Regions from separate parts of the Macaca mulatta genome. Here region 2 is linked to region 1. Evidence: chromatin contacts called from public Hi-C data. All regions are on one chromosome and are shown on one strand. Each heading gives the region's core, a stretch centred on a gene start, on an enhancer-like site or on the middle of the called end of the contact. The rest is flanking DNA. Distances are from core to core; before and after follow the strand shown. Region 1 has its middle 100 kb from the start of SSBP2. Region 2 overlaps ATG10 (autophagy related 10).

Evidence for each region. A called contact is a pair of places that touch in the nucleus more often than the background predicts.
Region 2: a contact with region 1 is called in a Hi-C map of fetal cortex germinal zone, with 4 times the contacts expected there. The contact joins two enhancer-like sites. A contact is called at or near these places in 2 of 14 Hi-C or Micro-C datasets (fetal cortex germinal zone and fetal cortical plate).

What each region holds. Positions count from the first base shown.
Region 1 is chr6:88,160,993-88,166,322 of T2T-MMU8v2.0, forward strand. No RefSeq gene overlaps it. Among named protein-coding and RNA genes, the nearest start is that of SSBP2, 100 kb to the left of the region's middle. Within about 2 kb of position 2,994, at least 38 of the 40 cell types and tissues checked have an H3K27ac peak or open chromatin away from gene starts, as enhancers often do. A contact at or near this core is called in fetal cortex germinal zone and fetal cortical plate, where this site is marked.
Region 2 is chr6:88,471,049-88,476,515 of T2T-MMU8v2.0, forward strand. ATG10 (autophagy related 10) reads left to right here. Exons shown (of 8, transcript XM_078004955.1): 4 at 2,031-2,169. Among named protein-coding and RNA genes, the nearest start is that of RPS23, 110 kb to the right of the region's middle. Within about 2 kb of position 3,698, at least 25 of the 40 cell types and tissues checked have an H3K27ac peak or open chromatin away from gene starts, as enhancers often do. A contact at or near this core is called in fetal cortex germinal zone and fetal cortical plate, where this site is marked.

The sequences.
Region 1 (5,330 bases), core at 1,744-4,243:
CCAAGGTGCAGTCCCAGTTCCCGTAGGGGGGCCCTTTGTAATGATGAGTACACACCTTCATCTCTTCGTTTTTGCACCAGTCTATATGGAAGTTAATGCCTAATCATATACATTTGATACTCTATTACTGTTCTAATTGACTGACTGAAAGTATAAGCGAACATTTTAAAGCTGGAAGAAAAAAACCCAAATGTAAGATGCTACACTCCTGACCTCACTATACTTCAACAAAAGAGAATTATTCAGTCCTTTTTCTCTTTGGAAAAAGACTCTGGCTCTAAATCCCTTAATGATTCTACCTGATTTAAATCTGACTCTAATCCTGCATGGTAAATTAAGATTCTGCACCTTTTCACCCTTGCTTTTGGAATAATGTGTCTAACCCAACACCTGCCTACAGAGATCAGATCCTCTAAATGATCCAAAGGCATTCTGCTTGGAAATGAAAACCGTAGCATCAGCTCCAAGAGAAGCAAATGGTGCTAACTCCCTCTGACTTGGACAGTGCTTCCACTCATGGGGGCTTCACAAGTGGTCGCATTTAGAGACCTGCTCCCTGAAAAAAAGGACATCTGTTTCTTCCAATTGCATGTAGAGTTCCCTGAACAGTCATTGCAGGTCTCTTCCAGCATCCCCTTCTCTTCGATGTCCCCCAGCCCCATTCCCACTCCCAGTAAAATTCGACAAGCCTATATTCTACCTAGAAGAAGAAGGCATTGTCCCTGGGAGGTTCCCAGGTCCCCGGTCAGTAGAAGAAATCTCCAGGTCTGTCCCAGCACAGTACTTCCCTGTAGCAGGATACTGTGCCCTTCCTGGAGCTGGGCTGACTTTGCCCTAAGGTTACATTTCTACACAAAGAAGCCTTTAAGGGTGCTGTTGCAGGCCTCCACACTGGAGGTTTATGTCCGTCAATCCTAGAAAAAAAGGAGGCTGTAATAAAACTGCAGGAGCCAGCAGTGGGGAATTACAACGCCAGGATCAGAGGAGGTCTGCCTCACAGCCCCGCTAGATGCTGAGGTTGGTCTCTCTGAGGATGGAGAACAATAAAGCGGAAGGAATTGAAGTCAATTGGCTGCTGGATTGCATTAGCAGGACTCAGAGAAGGGGCACTTGCTGAGGGTGGTGCCTGGATTCTTGGCCGCTGCCCTTGTGCCAACTAAGCTGGGAGATCCAGAGTCTGAGGGAATGAGAAAAGTTCACCCAAGTCCAACAAGTTGGGGAGGCCTGCGACGTGCAGACACCCAAATTGGAGACCGTGTGTGCTGCAGCCATTGCAGCTCCAAGTGTAATTTAGTTGATTTACGGCTAATATGTGCAAATATTAATTAAGGTTTCAGTGAGTGACCATGATAGGCAGAAAAACAGGAAATACATCAGAAGGTGTGCTGGAACACTTTGCAAAGAAAACAGGAGGAAAAGCAAAAGCAGTGGCCTCTGGCAACTGGGCAGAGTATTGGGGGAGTCTCAAAGTGGACCTGCCTGGTGAAGGCATGGAGGTGGGGGAGGTGGAGTAGAGAATAGAGAAGAGAATAGCTGAGACTAGAGAGGGCATCACTGACACCTGCCCAGCAGCTCTGCAGCCTTGAATTTGGCAGTGTGGTCCCGATGCCTGCATGGAAGGCTTGTTGGACCCAGCTTGAGAGCTTCCTAAAATATCCTTGGGCCTGATGCAATATCACTTTGTGATGGCACTGCATTGCGATGTGGTGACAGGATAACCTGGTTGGAGAGGGAAGGCCTTTTATGTCTTCATATAATTTCATCTGAGAGAGGCCAAATGAGCCCAGCACTCCCAAAGGAGAATGGGTGGGTTAGAAGAGTGGTTAAGCTCTCTGATGTGGAAGGAATAGAGTTCCCACCCACCTACCCCCAGGACAGAAGGGTAGATGCCTGGGAGATGCTAGTTAGGAGAAGGGAAACTCCGGAGGACAGCCCCAAGGGGCCTCTCAGCAGTTCACAGGGGCTCTAAAATGCTAAGGGGAGGAAGGGCGGTGTTAAAATCAGCCTTCACCCTGGAGAAGGCAGCACAAAAGAACAGGGCAGCTTCCCCCTAGAATATGCCCTCTGAGTAAGGGAAAAGGAGTTGGACTGGGAAAGGAGAGATGACACAGGCCTGGTGTGGAGAAAGCCACCAGGAGCTCCAGCACTCTCCAAGGTTTGGCCTAGGTCATCTCCAAATAAAAACAGTTTACCTAGCTCTAGGCAAGCCCTTGTTCTGCATAATGATTTGAATTTTAAAATGTGACTTAAACCTTGCAAAGGAATGCAACTCTTTTCTCCCTCCCCCAGGCCATTCTATCTTTCTTAGAGGGCCAGAGGTGGATCAGAGGGAGGAGGGTTTAAAATTTTAGCCCCTTTACCAAAACATGGAAAGTGTCAACCACTAACTCTCCCGCCATCCCCGCCCCCAATGCTCAAAGTGTTCAAAACTAAAAGCTACAGCATCTTTTCAGCAAGTAATCAGCACAAGTTGAAAGGCACATGCTGTTGCATTTCTGATCAGATTGTATGTTAAGCAAGAAAATATACCCCCACCCCAATCCTTTTTGGCTAAATGCATGTCTGTTTAAAGAAGCCACCAGGCAGTGCCTCTCACTTTGTCTTGGCAGGGCACAACCATCAGACGAAGTGGGAGGAAGAAACATTAACTTCAACAGCTGTTTCTTGACCCCGGCTGTCAGTCTTCCCAAGAATAAATTTTGGAGAGTCCTATTTGAAACAAAGAGGGAGTTTTGGGGGAGAGAAAAGTTGGTTGGTTCCAGGGCGGCCGCCCAAAGAAGCAGGGAACAAGATGTTTGCAGTTACCACGCAGCCTGCAAGCCTCTGCCGGGTGCAGGGATGGAGCAAAGTAACTTGAAAGCTCCCCTCTCGGCGCCCTGTGCCTGCAGCTTCCCCCCCTAACGCGCGCCCAGATCCAGCGCCGGTGGTAGGAGCCGTAGCTCGACTACAGTAATTCCCCAGCTCGGGCGGCTTGAAACTGCTCGGGCTGAATAGCATTTGCTGTTCCGTCCTGCGACCGCCTCCCGCCGCGGCTGCCGCGCTCCCTGCAAAGCAGCTCTCATTATCCCGGAAGTTGTGCTGACACAGTCTCGCTGCCACCAGAAGTTTGTCAACATCAAACTTCTCCTGTGTGGGGTACGTTCACCTTCCACGAGTATTTAATCGAGCCAACAAGCAAACAAACAAACCCAAATAAACCTGCCCGTGATGTTATGGTCTTTTTTTTTTTTTTTTTTTTTTTTTTTTGCTTTCCTGGAAAGCTGGAGCTGTTAGGAATGTGCTGGTGGGGTCTGAGAGTGCCTGTGGGGTTGGTTGGGGGCGGGGGTGGGCGGGTGGCGATAAGGGGGACGGCCCCCCGGGTAGGGAGTGAGGAAGGGGCTGCGAAGGCGGCAGGCGGGCAGCTAGAGCTGGGGGCGGGGAGGGGGCTGGGGGCCGGCGAGTAGGTCCTGCAGCCTCTTGGCTGCCGCTTGTTTGGAGGATGTACGGACAGGGGCGAAGGTGGCTTTGGGTCCCCCGACCCCGCAACAAAGGTTATTTGGAAGTGATGGCGAGGCAAAGCTGGGAGGGCCGGGACGCCCACTGTGCTCTCCACAGTCCTGCAGGACATTTCTGCAGACATCTCACGGCATCTTTCGGAATAAAGGGCACTGGGGTCATAAAATGTATTCTGAGACTTAAATTGCAACATGAAAAAAAAATCCATAGGATTGGAGGGCCGGGATATACCATCATTTCTGTCTTTGAGAGGTCTGTTCTGATACCTTGATTAAGACCATTTGGTCTAAGCTTAACTGACTCCCTCGGCCAGGTCTCGGCGTTTAGTTCAAGTTGCAGCAGCACAGTTTGATGTTTGTGGTTTCCAGTTGCTCCCCTGCTGAGATGCTCCAGGTGCTCCCCCAGCTCCTGGGGACTCTGATTAACCCTTTCCGTTCCATAGTTTTACCCGGACAGGGTCAGTCCCGCTCAGATGATGGAGAGGACAAGGTCGGCCTTGCAGAGTTGAGACACAGGCATTCATGAAGTGGTGCTACTTGGGGGCCACAGGCTTTTGTGGAGGAGCTGGAACTTCAGACACTGAGAATAACTTTGTATCTGCTTTGGAAAGCCACTTGTACTGCACTGAAACAGGGGAGAACAGAAAGGGGGTTACGGTAATACCCCACGTGATGTCAAGGCAGATGGGGCGGCTGAGTTCAATATCTGTCCACTTGTGGGTGCAGCAACACTCCTCTACTCTTCAAAAATAAGTCGGAGTGAGTAAATATCTCTGAAGAGATTAATATTACTCATTATCCCACTATGATATTGTGGGAGTGGGGAGGCAGGTTTCATCCATTTAGGAAGCCAGGAGCTGAATCTTCTCTTCTTGTTGGTAATCTGTTAGTGACTATGTTTTTAGAAAAATTAGGTCTACAGTCATGTATCTTCAATAACAAGAAGCAAGATGCTTTCCCCTCTTTTTCAAACTGCCCTAAACTGTAAAACTGTACTAGTCCCAAGGGGTCAGCTTACCTTAAACAAAAAACAAAATCTGAAGAAAATGTAACCCGGGCGTTTCTTGAAACTGGAAGGTACTTTGGACAAACAGAAATCAAAGGGATTCAAATACAGTTATAGAGCAGGCAGTCCTTAAAAGCGTGCGCGTGCACACACACACACACACATACACACACACACACACACACACACACGGTGGTGGGGGGTGGTGGGGGTGGTGGCAGGGAGGAAAGAAATGTGTTTTTTGAAAGTTTTGCTATTCACTACAGTAAAATTTTCCCCTTGGCCATGCCTCAAAAATTTCCCTTAATTATTTATTCAGACTCCTGTTCTTTGGGTGGTATTTCTATTTACTTATTTTCTTATAGTCCACAAAGTACTACTCCACATATTGGATCTCAGTGCGGACAGGTGAATGAAGGACATGTGGAGAATTCCATTTCCAACTCCATGTCCATGAATTAGTTGCCCTGGTTGTTAATCTGTCATAATGTAAAAAGCCTGATTTACAAAGACTGGAGGACTTTGCAGAACAAGGTATTACATGGTTCCTATGGTTGGGCTTATTTACAAATAAACCTATTTTGCATTTCTGTCTGAAATTTCCTACTTGCACAAGGATAATTTTCAGAGTTTTCAGTTTCTAGTTCCGGAATGGGAGTGGGAAGCATGAGGAAACAATTTCTTTTTACAGTGATGTGAGCTCTGTGCTCATCTGGATTTAGTTACTTCATAAGGTAAATATCACTAAATGTGCATGGGGATCTTCAGAGATCTAAGGTGCTGGACGGGTGAAAATAGTCTACTGTGAAATGCTGAAGAGTGTCAAACAA
Region 2 (5,467 bases), core at 2,448-4,947, 310 kb after region 1:
TACTTAAAAATTCATCAGTAGGCAAAAATTAAAAACAATATTCAGTATTTATTGGACATAGGAAAAGAGCATTCTCAGACATTTTTGCTGGGAATATAAATTGATACAGCCTTTTTCTGAGGATGGAATTTCTGAGATTCAGTATCTCTTGAGATTTAAAATGCTCATACCCTTTGATACAGTGATTCCACCCTTAGGAATCTGCACCATAGAAAAAATAGAGGTGTGCAAGGATATATGTGCTGTGATACTCATTGCAGCCTTATTTGTCAGTAGCAGAAAACTATAATCAACCTAAAATATCTAGCAATATGGAAATGTTAAAAAAAAAAAAACTATGGTGTGGTCATGCAGTGAAATATAGAGAAGGCATTAAAAGGCACTAAATCTATAGCAGTGACTTGGCAGCACGTGGCAGGATGCCCATGAGTGAAAATATCCACTCTAGGATCATATGTATATATAGCAGGATTTAAGCAGGGGCGGGGGTGGGGAGGAGGTGTATATGTGTCTATGTGTTTGTGTGCCAAAAATCAAAAAGTCTAAAAAAATACACTCTGGCCTGTTAATGATGTATATGAGGTATAGGAGTGCTGGGATGAGGGGAATTTCTTTTTTTCTTTTATGTACTTGTGCAATATTTGTAATTTTTACCACCAAGATAGAATTATTTTATAATATTAAGAAAGAAAGGAAATTATAAATGCTAAGCAACCCAATTATTAACCAAAAAGAAAGAATTTGGTTAAAAGAATTGATGTAATAGAAGGTACAGATACCTATGCCTAATGAAAATTTAAAAACAAAACAAAATACAAAACTCTTTTTCTTGCTACTGTATTAATTTTCTGTATCTGGCATATTTATTTCCATAATTTCTCTCTGGTTATTTTATTGTGTTTAATTGATGGTGTTTACTGGAGTTTAGTGAAAAATATTTTGTAAACATCTCCAGTTGTGATTTATCCATTGTAATATCTCCCCAGTGAACTGACTGTGAGTAGAGAATTACAGAATTATCTGTAAAGGAGATACAGATCTTGAAAGTAGTCTGGGGCTTTGCTTATCTCCACAGGAAACCTTATTTCATATTGATAAAGTGTGAAATCTTTCCTTGGTTATTTCTGATTGTTCATTGTTGTTACTATTTTAATGAGAGGTAGAAATGAGCTAAACCAACCTGCTTCATTCCTTCTAGTACTAATTTAATTTCAAAGGAAATTCTTCAACCCCAATAAATAAGTGAATGTGGATGGAACCAGACTCTGACTCAACATGTCCAATTAATTGCTTCTAAACAGTAAGATACATTCTTTTAAAGGCCCCCAACAAAAAACAGTAAAAAATGATCACGTGAGACGTGAGATGACTATCATCATCTCTGCTTACAAAACTCTGTTTCCAAAGTTGACATTAATATTTGCCATCTACTCTATTATAAATCAAGATTTATTGTAGAAATATGCCAAAGATAGCACAATAATGAGGAAAACAGAATCATCTCAGGTTTTGAAATATACCTAACAAATTCAACCTCTTGCAAAATAACTTTCTTATTCAAAATGGAACTGGGAATTGTTCAGCACACAATGAATCATCTTTTGGCAAGTACAATAGAATCTTTAGGGACATTTCACAGCCTCTTGTTCAATTGTTAGGATGTTTTTAGCTTTCACAGGTAGGGAAGAAGGTAGCTTGTATAGCCATCATCTTGTTGCTAAAATTGTACAGTAAAGATTTTTCAGGCAATAGATCTTTTTGGATTTTTTTTCCTTTCTTTTTCTTTATGCAGAGCTTCTTTGTGTCTCAAAAACAATCTGGAATTACTTAATGCTAATGTTTTCTGGTTTTACTATTTACCCAGGACTCAAATGTTAAACATTAATATGGGAAACTCCCTTTTCCTTGTCTCATAGCCTTATATTTATTTAACTGTTATTTTGCAAGAAGAAAATCTCCTCTTTTCCTCTCCATGTTAGTACTTTTCTTATTAACAAACCCATTTTCATTTTGTTTTTGCTTTTTTTCAGGAGGCTTTCGAGCTACCCTCAGATGATTGTGAAGTGATTGAAACTGCAGCAGCATCCAAAGTGATTAAATATGAGTATCATGTCTTATATTCCTGTAGCTACCAAGTGCCTGTACTTTACTTTAGGGCAAGCTTTTTAGGTAAGACCATGTCTGAAGCTGAAAGTAAATTTATAACATTTACATATAAAGCAAAAAGCATATTCGAAAAATTATTCTCCAGAGGAAAAAAAATAGAGTTAAAAATAAGAAAACTGTGGGTGAGGTAAGGTTTTACCAGTAAATTTTCTCATGCTTCAGAAAGGGTATCAAGACTTGAGCGTGAATGATATCATCCCAGCCTTAAGTCTGATCTTCAGATTCTTGGCCTTTTGCCTGAAGTTGACTAAGCCCCCTGGCCCTTTTTCTTTACTTTAAACATGTAGGAACAACTTAAAGCTACAATGTTTATTTACTTCTAACTTTACAGTAAAAATTTCTTTTAATCTCAGATGATCCCATTAACTCAGAAGCCCCTGTGCCTCCTTCCCCAAAAGCTAATAATTATTTTAAGAAATGTTTATCAATTAGCTTAAGCTGTATTCAAAAATATCACTGACATTTCCTTCAGCCATGTATACATCTCCAATGCCTTAGCTTCCTGCGATGCTGTTACTCAACTCATTCCCTTGCCAAGAAGGTGGAACACCCTGTCTCCTTGGAGGCCTTAGCTAATAAAGCTTATTTAATCAGCAGCCACATGGCGTCCTCACCCTGCAGCGCAGCCATGACTTCCCGTTTAGAGTCCACTGCCTAAACCGGGTCAGCATTGGGATGTGCTGCCACCCAGACCCAGGGACCAAGAGGAGCCTCCTGTTCCGCCAAACCCTTGCCCTATTTCTCCTTTTGTATCTGGCTTGTCAGCAACATTATGCATTTTGAACAGCCTTCTAACTTTTTTCTGGATAGCTAAGACATCTGAATTTAGCCAATGATATTTTATTTTTAATTAAAAAGTAGCTTAAGCTGCTTGAATGTGTGTTTGGTAGATTTAATCACTTGCTGCCTTATATTGTTTAATGGTCTCTAATTTTGCAGTGTTGGCAGTTTAACAAGCACTTAGGATTTAAAACACAAGAAGAAATTCTCATAGACTCCCTGGTGAGAAGATTTTAATCTGAGGTGCAGTTCCTAAGAACTGACAATTTGGGGTAAATTTTCAACATGGGACATGGGGAATGGAGGACACTGATAGTTCACTAATTCACAAATTCTTGCTGTGGATTTATCCATATCATTATTACAAGCCTTTAAAACACTCATTTTATGGTAATTATATTTGGTTTAGAGCCCAGAGGTTAAAGGAAGTTTTTTGTCAGTGAGCTGTGCTATACTAAAAAGTAGGAGATACATTTGTTTATTCATGGGGAGGAAAATGTCTTTCTTGGTTCTGGTTTGCAATGACTCTGCCTTCTAGATTCAGAGACAAGTCGAGGCTGCAGGTAGAGGAAGTAGGACATTACTTCTTCAATACTGTACTTTCATATAATTAGTATTCACCATAAGCAGTTAATCACCAGAGAAGAGCTCCCAGAGACAAAACAAGTTGTTTAGCTTGTCAGCATTAGGGAATCAGAGGTGTTGAAACATGACTGCTTCTAGCTGGAAGTGGGTCTTGCCAAGGCCGGCTGATGAGCTCATATGTGTGCTTTGCTCTTATGTGCCAACAGCTCCCCTTACAGTACAGCACAGTAATTGTTCCTGCAAGTCCAATTATATTTTAATGACATTGGTGTAGTTTCTGTGATCCTTTCTTCATGATTTTCTATTCTTTTAAAAAAACACAATTAGCATTCTTGGCTTCTATTCGTATACTTTTACAATGCCCTCCATTTATGCCTTATAAAGGTAAACCAAAACAAGTCATTTATTTTTATGTGGAAGCATTCACCACCCCCGCCCCGACCACTGCTTTGTGTTGTATAGAGTGGGTATCAGGAATTTAAAATTTTATTTTGGCCCAGAATTCATTTAGTGCTTGTTCAGGTACCTTAAAATATCAAATTTAATTTTTGTGCAGCATACTGAATGCTTTCTGGTGGAGAAACATGAAGAATGGTTCTTTCTTTCCTTTATCATATTCTAATAATTTATTTTTTCTTTCCACCTAACTTAACCTCATGGATATTTTTAAAATGTATCAACCTTTACTCTGGAGTCACAATTTTTCATTTATTCCTCTCAGTCTTTTTTATTCTCCTTACCTTTTCCTGTGATATCTGATTACTCTGACCCTTCGTCTGTTTGTTAAACATATCTCTGTCAGTGTGGTGAAAGGATTCCTAATGTCTTCCTCTTATTCCAGGCCCGGATTTTTCTTTGTCTCATTCTAAGAGAGTTCCGACCTAGAAAGAGGATGACTGTAAAATTTCTTGCCCAGGGGTCTTTTTTTTTTTTTGTTGCTTCAAAAATAGTTCACTTAGCCTTGTTTTTGACAGATATTTATAATTTCTTTTGCATTTGATTGTTAGTAAAAATTAATTTCTCTGCTTTGCTCTAAATTTTCTCCCTGTCCCTATTTTTTTTAAGGAAAAGCAAAACAAGTAATAAATAGTTTCCATTTAAATTTACATTACCCTTTCTTGTATCAACTTGCTTCAATTTCAGAAGAAATCTTTACTGTTTCTTGAAATGCAAATCCCTTAGACTTTGAGTTCCTTTTCTTTATATGGTCCAGTTTCCACCAGGCCAATTACTAGTAGCCCAAGACTCAGTTAACATGCCATCTATTCTTGTCACTCCCATGTCATGCCATGTCATATCATATCATATATTCTATTATATCACAACTTGCACTATAGCAGAAATATTTGTTTATATCTATAAAATGATATGCTGGAACATAGAGCTTCAATATAAAAACAAGAGTGAAGGAAATTAATATTGAGTGCCTACAAAGTGAGAAGCTTTATTTATGGCTTTGTGTGTATATGTGTATAAGATATATGTATATATATATGGCTTATTCAACTGTGGCACAGCATCAAGTATTTAAGTGAAACGATAATGAAGAATTTCTAGCCATTTAAAAAATACAGCCCAAGAATGGAAATATTGTGATGGTGCCTACTTCAACTGCTATGCCAGGTTTTGAAGGCGGAAGTAATTCTGTTGTCTCCAGGAGACCTAGGACCCAAACCATCTATGTATCTTTACTCTTTAGTCTGATAATTTTCAGAGACTATAAGAGTAGTGGACTTAGAAAAATAGAACATCCTGAGGACTCAAAAGCGGGTATCCAAACTAGCTGAAGCAGCTGTTCCACTTCTATAAACACGCATTTTTATTTAATCCTTGAAGGCAGACAGCCAAGTTGAGACAGCATTCTGCTTCTGCCTCTCATTTCTACTACTTTGGTGTACAGGAGCTCAGTTACCAAGTAGGCAATGTGGATTTAAGA